Linked DNA regions of Triticum aestivum: region 1 is linked to region 2. A link is a contact called in public Hi-C data. All regions are on one chromosome and are shown on one strand. Each heading gives the region's core, a stretch centred on a gene start, on an enhancer-like site or on the middle of the called end of the contact. The rest is flanking DNA. Distances are from core to core; before and after follow the strand shown. Region 1 holds the start of LOC123119252 (DIMBOA UDP-glucosyltransferase BX9). Region 2 holds the start of LOC123119249 (ubiquitin carboxyl-terminal hydrolase 8).

Region 1 (5,546 bases), core at 2,856-5,355, 350 kb after region 2:
TCAAGCTTGTTGGAAAGAGGAAGACGAGTAGCATCAAAACAGGGGAGGTATGCCAACAAATAGAGGAGTGAAACCTCCAACCGAGAAGAACCGGCATAACCTCCAACATCGAAACCATCATAGAAGATGCGAGTGAACTCCGTTTTCGATGTACTCGAGCTTGTCATCAAGATGACCATAAGCTCCAAAACTCACAAAGAGAAGAACCAAATAAGAACCAATAAAGATGATGCAAGGATGCAATGGTTTGAGCTCTCTATGAACGATACGATCAAGCTACTCATCGAGAGCCCCCCTTGATAGTACGGCAATCGATCCTATAACCCGGTCTCCCAACTACCATCATGAGACCGGTAAAATAGAAAACCTATCAAGAGCAAACCTTTGCCTTGCACATGGTCCACTTGAGCTAGATGATGACGATCTTGTCTCCCTCAAGTTGGACCACCTTTCTTGGTTGCGTTGGCTCGATGAAGACTAGTTGATTGCTCCCCCATGCTCCACTATGGGTGAGCCACTCTTCCGCACATCTTCACAAGTCCATTGTCACCACAATGGACGGCAAGCTTCAAGCATTTGATCTCTTCATGATGCTTCACTTGAACTTGCACACCGCAACATCTTCACAAGTCCATTGTCACCACAATGGACGGCAAGCTTCAAGCATTTGATCTCTTCATGATGCTTCACTTGAACTTGCACACCGCAACCTAACCCCACAAAGAACTCTCACGAAGATCATGGGTTAGTACACAAAGCGTAATTGACAATGCTTACCACACCATGGGATCGCTTGATCCCTCTCGGTACATCTTCTACGCTTTGTGAGTTGATCAAGTTGATTCACTCTTGACTTAGTCTTGATCAACCTTGAATCTTTTCAACTCTCTTCATTTGGATGATGTCTTGAAGATATACATGAATGATCACACAATCTTCTTCTCCAAGACATGCTTGCAATAAGCTCAACTCTCACATGACCAATCTTTGGATAATTCCTTAATAACACCTTGGTCACCACATAAACTCCTTGAAACCAACACATGGACTTCGAGAAATGCCTATGGACAAATCCTTCAAATATAACTCAAGGCAACCATTAGTCCATAGAGATTGTCATCAATTACCAAAACCAAACATGGGGGCACCGCATGTTCTTTCAACGCCTCCTCTCTCCACTAGGGCCCATGAAGGTCCATTAACTCCCTGGGGGGTGGGGTTCCGGTAACCCCGGTACTCCGAAAAATGTCCGAACCTTTTCGAAACCATTCCGGTGTCCAAACACAACCTTCCATTGTATCAATCTTTATGTCTCGACCATTTCGAGACTTCTCGTCATGTCCGTGATCTCATCCGGGACTTCGAACAAACTTTGGTACATAAAATCACAAAACTCATAATACAAATCATCATCGAAGTTAAGCGTGCGGACCCTACGGGTTCGAGAACTATGTAGACATGACTGAGACACATCTCTGGTCAATAACCAATAGCGGAACCTGGATGCTCATATTGGCTCCTACATATTCTATGAAGATCTTTATCGGTCAAACCGCAAAACAACATACGTTGTTCCCTTTGTCATCGGTATGTTACTTGTCCGAGATTCAATCGTCGGTATCATCATACCTAGTTCAATCTCGTTACCGGCAAGTCTCTATACTCGTTATGTAATGCATCATCCCGCAACTAACTCATTAGTCACATTGCTTGCAAGGCTTATAGTGATGAGCATTACCGAGAGGGCCCAGAGATACCTCTCCGATACACAGAGTGACAAATCCTAATCTCGATCTATGCCAACTCAACAAACACCATCGGAGACACCTGTAGAGCATCTTTATAATCACCCAGTTACGTTGTGACGTTTGATAGCACACAAGGTGTTCCTCCGGTATTCGGGAGTTGCATAATCTCATAGCCAGAGGAACATGTATAAGTCATGATGAAAGCAATGGCAATAAAACTAAAAGATCATTTATGCTAAGCTAACAGATGGGTCTTGTCCATCACATCATTCTCTAATGATGTGATCCTGTTCATCAAATGACAACACATGTCTATGGTTAGGAAACATAACCATCTTTGATTAACGAGCTAGTCAAGTAGAGGCATACTAGGGACACTCTGTTTGTCTATGTATTCACACATGTACTAAGTTCCCGGTTAATACAATTCTAGCATTAATAATAAACATTTATCATGATATAAGGAAATATAAATAACAACTTTATTATTGCCTGTAGGGCATATTTCCTTCAGTCGACCCCAACCTAGGGGGCTTGCCACACTTCAGCTCCGCCATGACACCGAGCGCGCCAACGGGGGAACTGGACTGGGCCGCGCACACTGAACGACTCCGTGCACAGCTTGCCCACGCCCAGGCATGCTTCAAGAAGCAGGTCGATCGTCACCGTGCAAAGCGCGCGTTCGACGTCGGGGAACAAGTCCTCCTCAAGATGCAGCCGTACGCGCAGTCGTCGGTTGTCAACCGCCCCTGCCGGAAGCTCTCCTGCAAGTTCTACGGTCCATTCATGGTGGCCGAACGAATCGGCACCCTGGCGTATCGTCTTCAACTGCCAGCGGACAGCAGCATCCATCCGGTATTCCATGTTTCGCAGTTGAAGCCTTATACTCCTGATTACACTCCTGTTTTCTCTGAGCCGCCACAAATACCAGACTTGGTCACCGGCAACGCGGAACCAGTGGCCATCGTGGAGCGTCGCATGATGAAGAAAGGGGATGCACCAGTGATCCAGCTACAAGTTCAGTGGTCCAACAGACCCTCGACAGCCACCACTTGGGAAGACTACGACATCCTCAAAGAGCGCTATCCATCGACCTGCATTTGGGAGGGAGCTCCATCAGAAGACGGGGGCAATGTCACGCCTGCAGATGACGATCTGCAGCGGACTGCAAGTGTAGTTCAGTTAACTGTTGTTAACTGAACCACAACGAGTGTGTGGCGTGCGTTTGGGCCCGAGGCCATGTAGCGTGTGTTGGGCCTTGGCCCGGGGTTGAGCCCAGATGGGCAGCTGCTTAATGTACGGCTACCAGATGATGAGGCAGCGAGTGATTGGTGAACCAAATCCCTTTCCCCTCCTCCAAGCTCTCTCCCTCTCACCTGCTATCCTCACCTACCCTCGATCTGATCTCGATCCCCTCCTCTCTTCCTCCTCTGGGTCGTGACACCGCGGTCCGGCGCGTGCAGGCCGTGCTCCGCCGGCGCCGGCCCGGGGCACATCCTGTGCAGAGGGCCGACCGCGAACGCCGGACAGGACAACTCTTTCTCTATCCTGGCCAGCTCCGGCGTCTCGATGGCGTCGAACGAGTTGAGAACGACCCCTGACGTTGAGGCCCACACGGCGTCAGCGACGCGGGCGATGAAGCCGCAGAGCGCGTCTACGTCGCTGCCGTCGATGCGGATGAGGTCGCGCACGCGGAGCAGCTCGAGCTCCGGCACCAGCTCGTCCCGCCGCTCCTCTGCAGAGAAAGTTCACAAGCTCTCATCAGTCCATCCGTCGGTTGAGTACGAATTCAATTAGCTCGCACCACTTGCCTTTGATGGGGACGTAGCCGGCGTCGCGCAGCCGAGGGAACGCAAGTAAGCTGCCGAACGTGGCGGCGCTGTCCGTCCGGAGCGCGAGCACGGGGACGCCGAGCACGCCCGCCGCCCCCAGCGCCGCGTACCACTGCCCGTCGACGACCACGCAGGCGACGTCCTCACGCAGCAGCAGCAGCGATGCCAGGGCCTCCCGGAACGGCGCCTCGCAACCGTTGTTGAGGGCCAGGAGCTGCGCGACGATGTCGGCGTCGGGGGAGGTGGCCACGTGCGGGAGCGCCTCGTGGATCGAGACAAAGGCAAGCTCCGGATGGTGCGGGGGGTCGGGCGCGTTGAAGTCGGTATGGAGGACGGTGACGGCCAGGCCGCGGGCGCGGAGGAGCTCGGCCAGCTGGAGCATGGGGCTGAGGTGGCCCTGGAACGGCAGCGGGAACAAGACGACCCGGCGGCGGACGGCGTGGGGTGCCTTTTCTTGTGTCGTCATCGTCGCGGGCTAGATGGTGTGGCTGGAACCGGATCCTCTAAGGAAAGTCATGATGCTATAGGGTTTGCCTAGTATAAAATGAGGAAAGGAAGTTAGGGACTATTAATAGGTAGTTAGTAGGTTGTTTACTGTTGGTATTTAATGTTGATATAAATAATTTAAAATTAATTTTATTTCACCATCAATTTGTTTGTATGTAATTAATTACTATAAATGTACACAATAGATCATTAATTTGCAAATTAATTAAGTCATTTTAGCCATTATCATATGAATAGAAAGAAGAAAAGTTAGGGTATTGTAGCTTCTCTAATTTTACTTCTCAATGTTCGAGGATCCGGTTCCGGTGCGGCTAGCGTACCAAAGCATAAACAATGACGGGATCGATTATTGTATAAGGAGGCAGCTAACCAAGTGGAGTAGTAGTATTTTTTATTTTTTATTTTGAGCGACTTACCAAATGTATCAGCCCAACTGCATAGTCCAGCGCCAAGTCATGTAAAAGCTTATAAGTAAAATATTCGACTTCCATAGCTGGCGAACATTCGCCTGAGGATGGCATTTGCTAATGATGTTCATGTCAATTTTGGTATAGAGATTGGCAATTTATTGAGACTAGCATGGCAATTCCTTCTTGGAGAAGGCGTTTTTTTAATGTCACCGTTTGATCTCGATCAAATGGCTGCGAGGGCGTTCGGTGGGAGTTCTTTCAGAGCGAACGTTCGCCGGTTAGCATTACTGTAAAAAAAATTGTCGATGACTCGGCCGCCTTCATATGTGGAAAATTAAAAAGGGTTGGGTGCTTTGGAAAACCTGGGTTGTTGATCGGAAACGCTCCTTCGCGAGCGAGCGTCGCAACGAGCGACCTCTTTTCCTCCCACTAGCGAAAGCCAAGGACAGATGGGCGTTAAAACAGCAGCCCACATGTGCATGTACAGCGCTGGACCCTCCCTGCTCTCTCTCCCGTGAACCATAATCTCACCCCCCTGATTTCAATGGGTGGGGCCCGGGGTGGGGCCGGATTTACCTCAAACTATGTCCCACACTTGCTAAAAAGGCAACCCACACTTGCTAAAAAAGGCAACCACAGCCTGTCTGAATTCGAGCGTTGCAGCGCGCGCGCGAGATAGCAGCGCTCGCGTTGTTGATGCCAAAAGCCCCCAAACTCTTGCTCTAAACTGCCACCGTCATTGACTGCTTGACAAAATGGAGGAGCGTAGAACTCTATCTCCTTCAGAAGCCGGCCGTAGGACTGCTGCCAAACATGAGATCCATCGTCACAATGCTTTCCTCGCTTCTTATTGGCCTCGACGGGCTAATGTCAAATCATCTCTGTCAGAGATGTCTTTGATTTGGAGAAATTTAATATAAAAAAAATCATATGATAGGATCTCTATAGGAAATGTTTCTTTAGAGCCCTTCAATTTATAAGAAAGGATTCATATTCCTACATAGGAATGGTCACCATCCTCCGTATTTGAAAGAAAAATAAACATGAGT
Region 2 (5,141 bases), core at 1,804-4,303:
TTTAGTATCAAATACTCCCTCCGTCTCAAAATGTAAGACATATTTTGACACTGTCAAAAACGTCTTACATTCTGAGACAGAGGGAGTAACTAGGAAGGGCAACCTGGTGTATACTTCGTTTAGTCAAGCCAGGCGCGTCTGGATTAACCTAGCAGAAGCCAACTCATCTATTTTGAGGAAGCTGGCTCAATCCAGATCGGTCACATCATCTTTGATATTATGGAGGGAGGGGGGTACCAGTAGCAATATATACAATGCTAAACATGCTTATAACTTGCCAGATATAAGTAGAACTTCAGGCATTAGCCCAATTTACTTGCAAATAAACAGGCTAGCACTCCAGCATTGAGGCGAGGTTAGATTTCAAAAGCTCAGAGAAGATGCGGGCTATAAGCATACTTTCAATTTCAACCCGCTTAAAAGCAACTGCAACAATTAGTTACTTACTACCCATGTGCACATGAAAATTTAAGTGACTAAAGTATAAAATTTTCATTAGGACAGTGAATATTTACTCAAGAAACCAGCAATATAGCGTTACAATGCTCCGCATTCAAATAAAATTAGTAATGGGGATTAATTTGGCTAATTAGTAGTAATGCAGTAGAAAAGCCTTAAGAAGTGGCTAGGAGATAAAAGACTATGACCAACACAACTGTACAATTAATTTATAGCAATCTTATGCAAGAAATTAAGCATAGGAAATAGAATGGCAAATTTGATCGAGAAGATAATGACCTCCTGGTCAGAAGACCGAGGATCTTGGGGCATACGGTTCCATTCATTCATCAATATGAAGGTTGTTCGCCCAGAGAAATCCCATATGTGAACCTAAATATAATAGACATGTGATCAAAGAAAAGAAACACAAAACTTTACACATTCAAGTGAAAATAATCAGAAATTACCGGCTCAGACTCCGAAGCCAGAATCTTGTTTGCTCTTTTAAAGTTCTCGGCTGAGTTGTCCTGATATGTTAAAAGTAAAAGTTAGAACAACACCGTTTTCTTATGAACTGAAGTGAAATTCATGCATGAAAACATATAGATCCTTTACAAAACAAACACTGCTGAGAAACCTTTCTTCAAAACAAGGAGGGGAAGCAGATAGTGTGGAAAATAACACATACCTTTCTACTGATCTTCACCGTTAGTGCATTTGTACCTCTAGTGACCGAAACTCTAAGCATTATAGGATAAATGTTTACGGATGCCTCTTCAGTAAGCAATGAACTTTTGCCATTGGACTTGAGAGAATCAGAATGCCTAGGTGAGAAAATCAAGAAATCAATTAAGTTATGAGACAGATAATATAAACAATCAGGGCAAACCAAAAATTGGAGCATAGCTAAACCAGCCAGCTATGCATATATTACACAATTGGTAGGCCTAATTTTTAGGTGCATCATTGCATTCAAATATTACATTTATGTAATCTCACTTCCCATCCATCCACCAGCTCAAGGAATAAATGCAACAGGCTAAATACAATACCAGATCTCTTGGTCTGAACTTGCTGCATGGTGTAATGAGTTTCCCTCAGAATAGTTTAAAGTGGGTTACATCCAAGCTTCATCTAAAGACTCAAGAAAAATTGGGTTTGTAACTTTGTACTATGACTCGTACAACACAAAAGCATAAAGTGAACCAATAAATGTCCCCTTGTTGCCATCGGCTATCGCAGACAAACTAGAGATGAAACGACAAACCATATAGTAGACTAGACCATCATATTTTTCTTTCTCCTACAAAACTTTTCAAGACATGCTGGAGACAGAGCATCAACAGTAGTAGCCTCCGCGGAGCCAGTATGACAAAAAAATTCAATTATAACCTTCATGGAAAATTGACGCCAAAGAACTCTCCGCCTTGGTTGCACATTGCTTTAATAAGAAGGAATGCTATGTACAATGTAATACGTATATAATTAATAATCCATCACTTTCAGTTAGTAAGCGTGTCACTAATAAACCTTTCATGTAACGCAAATAAGTCCAACTGCACACTTTATAGCATGCTTATACAAAGTTAATATTCCGTACACATATAAGGAGGATAACAAACTAGTGTGTGCACAAGACGACACAACAATATCGACGAATTAATCCATCCGCCTAGGCGCATTCATTCTACCAGCAGGAAGCTCAGTGGCGCGCATGCAAGTGAGCAACGGACAGTTACCCTATATAGCCCACCTGAGACTACCGGTGCCATTTTAGAAACATAGGGTACAAGCTTGGTTCTCTAACTCCCTTTAACCCCAACGGCAAGGGTGATTCCAATCTAGAATCTAGAACATACCTATTGACCAAACCACATGCATTAATCGACAGCGCAATGCATATGATACCTAAAGCTTCACTGGGCACCAACCATCAGATTTGATCCAATACTAATACCATGCATCATCGCTTACGTAATAACCCGCGCACCAGGCATGATCAGAATCTAGGCATTACAAATGCATCTATATCTATTCATCCAATCCATGATCCGCTCCCGTCCCAACGGGCAAGTAGAGGCAGAGTCTTTTGTGCTCACCAGGTGCGTGCCTTCCCGAAGAGGTCGGCCGCGACGAGCGCGTAGCTCCTGGCCCCGGCCTTGGCGGAGGCTTCGGGCTGGAGGAGGTCGTCGGCGCGGCGGAGGGTGAAGGCGGCGTTCTCGCTCATGAGCAGGCTGAGCACCCCGCGGAACCCGTAGGAGGGGCCCCCCGACGGCGCCGCCGCGTAGGGAATCCCGTGCGCGTCGATCTCGGCGCCCTCCTGCGCCTCCCTCCACCACCTGCATTGCTCGGGCAGCGATGCCGTCAGAGATGCCATCCGCAGACCCGCCGGCCTCGGATCGGAGGGCTAGGGTTTGTTGGAGCGCTTACCGGTGCTGGACGAGGAAGACGCGGTCGTCGTCATCGGCGGGCGCGGCGGAGGCGGGGCCGGGGCCGGAGGTGGACGCGGCGTCGCCGGCGGCGAGCGGGGAGGAGGGCATTGGGGTGGGATCCGAGGGAATTCGGCGGCGAGCGGGCGTGCGGCGGATTTGGAGACGCGGCGGGGAGGAGATCGATTTGGATTTGGATTTGGATTGAATCGAAGCGGAAGGCGAGGAGGGGGTGGAGAAGACGATGCCCTGAAGGAGAAGGCTGCTATTTACGCGGAGGACGATGAGTCACTTGACCAGAGATGGAATCGAACCGCGCCGCGGCCACAGCGAGTAGTAGCGCTTTCTAGAGCCGGGCCCACCCGTCGGCCTCGGCTGCTGTCTTTCTTATCGTTTTTTTTTTTTTTGCAAAAGTCTTTCTTACAAATTTTGCTATGTACTCCTTCCGTTCCTAAATATAAGTCTTTGTAGAGATTCCACTATGAACCACATACGGATGTATATAGATGGATTTTAAGTGTAGATTCATTCAATTTGCTTCGTATGTAGTCCACCTAGTGGAATCACTAGAAAGACTTATATTTAGGAACGGAGGGAGTACTCCATAGAGTTAATTACACTATTAATACATAAACTTGCAGCGCAGGTACAGTTTCATACAAAAACTTGCAAATTGACTCAAATAAGCCCCTAAACTTACTTTGCCGGAACAAGCTGATACAAATTAGCCTGAAACCTGCCCGTCGGATGAGAGGCACGCACCGATCACTTCAGTTTTCATTTCTCATCGGCCCTTTCGCCTTTCTGTTTCTCCTCGTCGACGGTGCGATGGTCATCGGGGATGAGATCGACGCTGGATGGAGCCGCATCCTCGCGGCATTGGCGAGTTCCCGCCGGACTACGGTATGAAATCACCTTCCTTCTTCTATATTGGATTGTCCCCCTGTATTGGCTTGTTTTGTGGTATTTCCGCCTGCTTGTCATTGTGTACTAACACCGGTGTTGGGTGTGATGTTCAGAGTTTCAGAAAGTAGTGTTCTGCTACAGTGGAGTTGTTGTTGTGTGCTCATAATCTTGTGATGTGATTACTTTCATAGTTTTGTGACTGAAACAAGCGTCGTTTAAATATTTTCACTACCACTATTTTACATACCTCAGATGAACAGGCTAGAAACCTACGCCGTGTGTCAAATCCTTTTGTACACACTCTATGAACAGGGTTACGAGAATACCCGCAATTCTCCTTCTTCTCAATGTCACAAAAGTCATGGCAATACTCAAATGGTGGAATAAACCCATCAAAATCATACTCGGTGGCCATTTGCATTTGACTCTACAAAAAATTGTTGAGTTCTGCTCAAAGTCACATACTGCAGGACACAAGAAATTACGAATAGAAAAGCACCTACGGTTTTTTTGGGGCCGAAATGTCGCTCAAATGTCACCAACCATTCTTCAGTACAACCGTCGCCCAGGCCGCCGTCGAGACCGACATTGCCACCGCCGACGCCCATGGGCCATGCGCCCACGAGGAGGGGCTGACTATCCCCCGACAAGGACACCGCATCACGGCGAGCCACGTTCTTCAGTACTTGCCGCGGTCGGTGCCACTGTCAAGGGTTAGGGATTTGGTTTGAGGGGAAGGCTGCCACGGTCGAGTGTGAATTTTTGGAAAGAACAGAGAAGAACGACTAGGGATTTGGCTGGTGCATGGCGAACAGAGAGGCTGGCTAGGCTACTCGGGGATCTATTTACATGATACAACCGGGGTTTCCTGTAAATTAACCTGGACGTGGGTCAAGTTCCTGGATCCGACGTGGCAGGTTTCGACTAATTTTATCAGTTTGTTCCCGTAAAGCAAGTTTAAGGGCCAATTTGAGTCATTTTGTAAGTTTTTGTATGAGATCGTACCCGTGCTGCAAGTTTATGTATCAATAGTGTAATTAACTCTACTCCATATATCTTGGTAATTTTTTTTGAAAAGGAATATGGTTGTCTAGGGCCGGGGAGGGGACGGCACAGGAGGAAGAGCATCGCCCGAACAGTAATGGCACTCGACACAGCTTAGATGTCATATCGACGAGCTGGCCACCTCTTCGCAAGGAAAACCGATACATATCTTGCATGCTAGATTCTTGCTTCTCCACGTGATGGAGTGCGTCGTTTTGCTTTTACTATCTTATATTACATTAGCTGCGCTCGAGGGACTTTCATGTCTCCACAAAAAAGGAGCAACCTTCATTGATGCCTTCTCGGAAGAAAAAAAAGCCT

The links. Hi-C and Micro-C count contacts between places; a contact is called where the count stands out from the background.
Region 1: a Hi-C map of leaf shows a contact between it and region 2, with 5 times the contacts expected there. The contact joins the promoter of LOC123119252 here to the promoter of LOC123119249 in region 2. A contact is called at or near these places in 2 of 5 Hi-C or Micro-C datasets (both in leaf) and 1 of 1 datasets of contacts at active chromatin or transcription factors (leaf).

The regions. Positions count from the first base shown.
Region 1 is chr5D:34,395,706-34,401,251 of IWGSC CS RefSeq v2.1, forward strand. LOC123119252 (DIMBOA UDP-glucosyltransferase BX9) reads right to left here and starts at 4,106. Exons shown (of 2, transcript XM_044538978.1): 1 at 3,560-4,106; 2 at 2,160-3,483. The coding sequence starts at 4,046. The coding sequence ends at 3,134.
Region 2 is chr5D:34,048,702-34,053,842 of IWGSC CS RefSeq v2.1, forward strand. LOC123119249 (ubiquitin carboxyl-terminal hydrolase 8) reads right to left here and starts at 3,054. Exons shown (of 13, transcript XM_044538976.1): 1 at 2,872-3,054; 2 at 2,541-2,780; 3 at 1,130-1,265; 4 at 909-968; 5 at 739-831. The coding sequence starts at 2,981.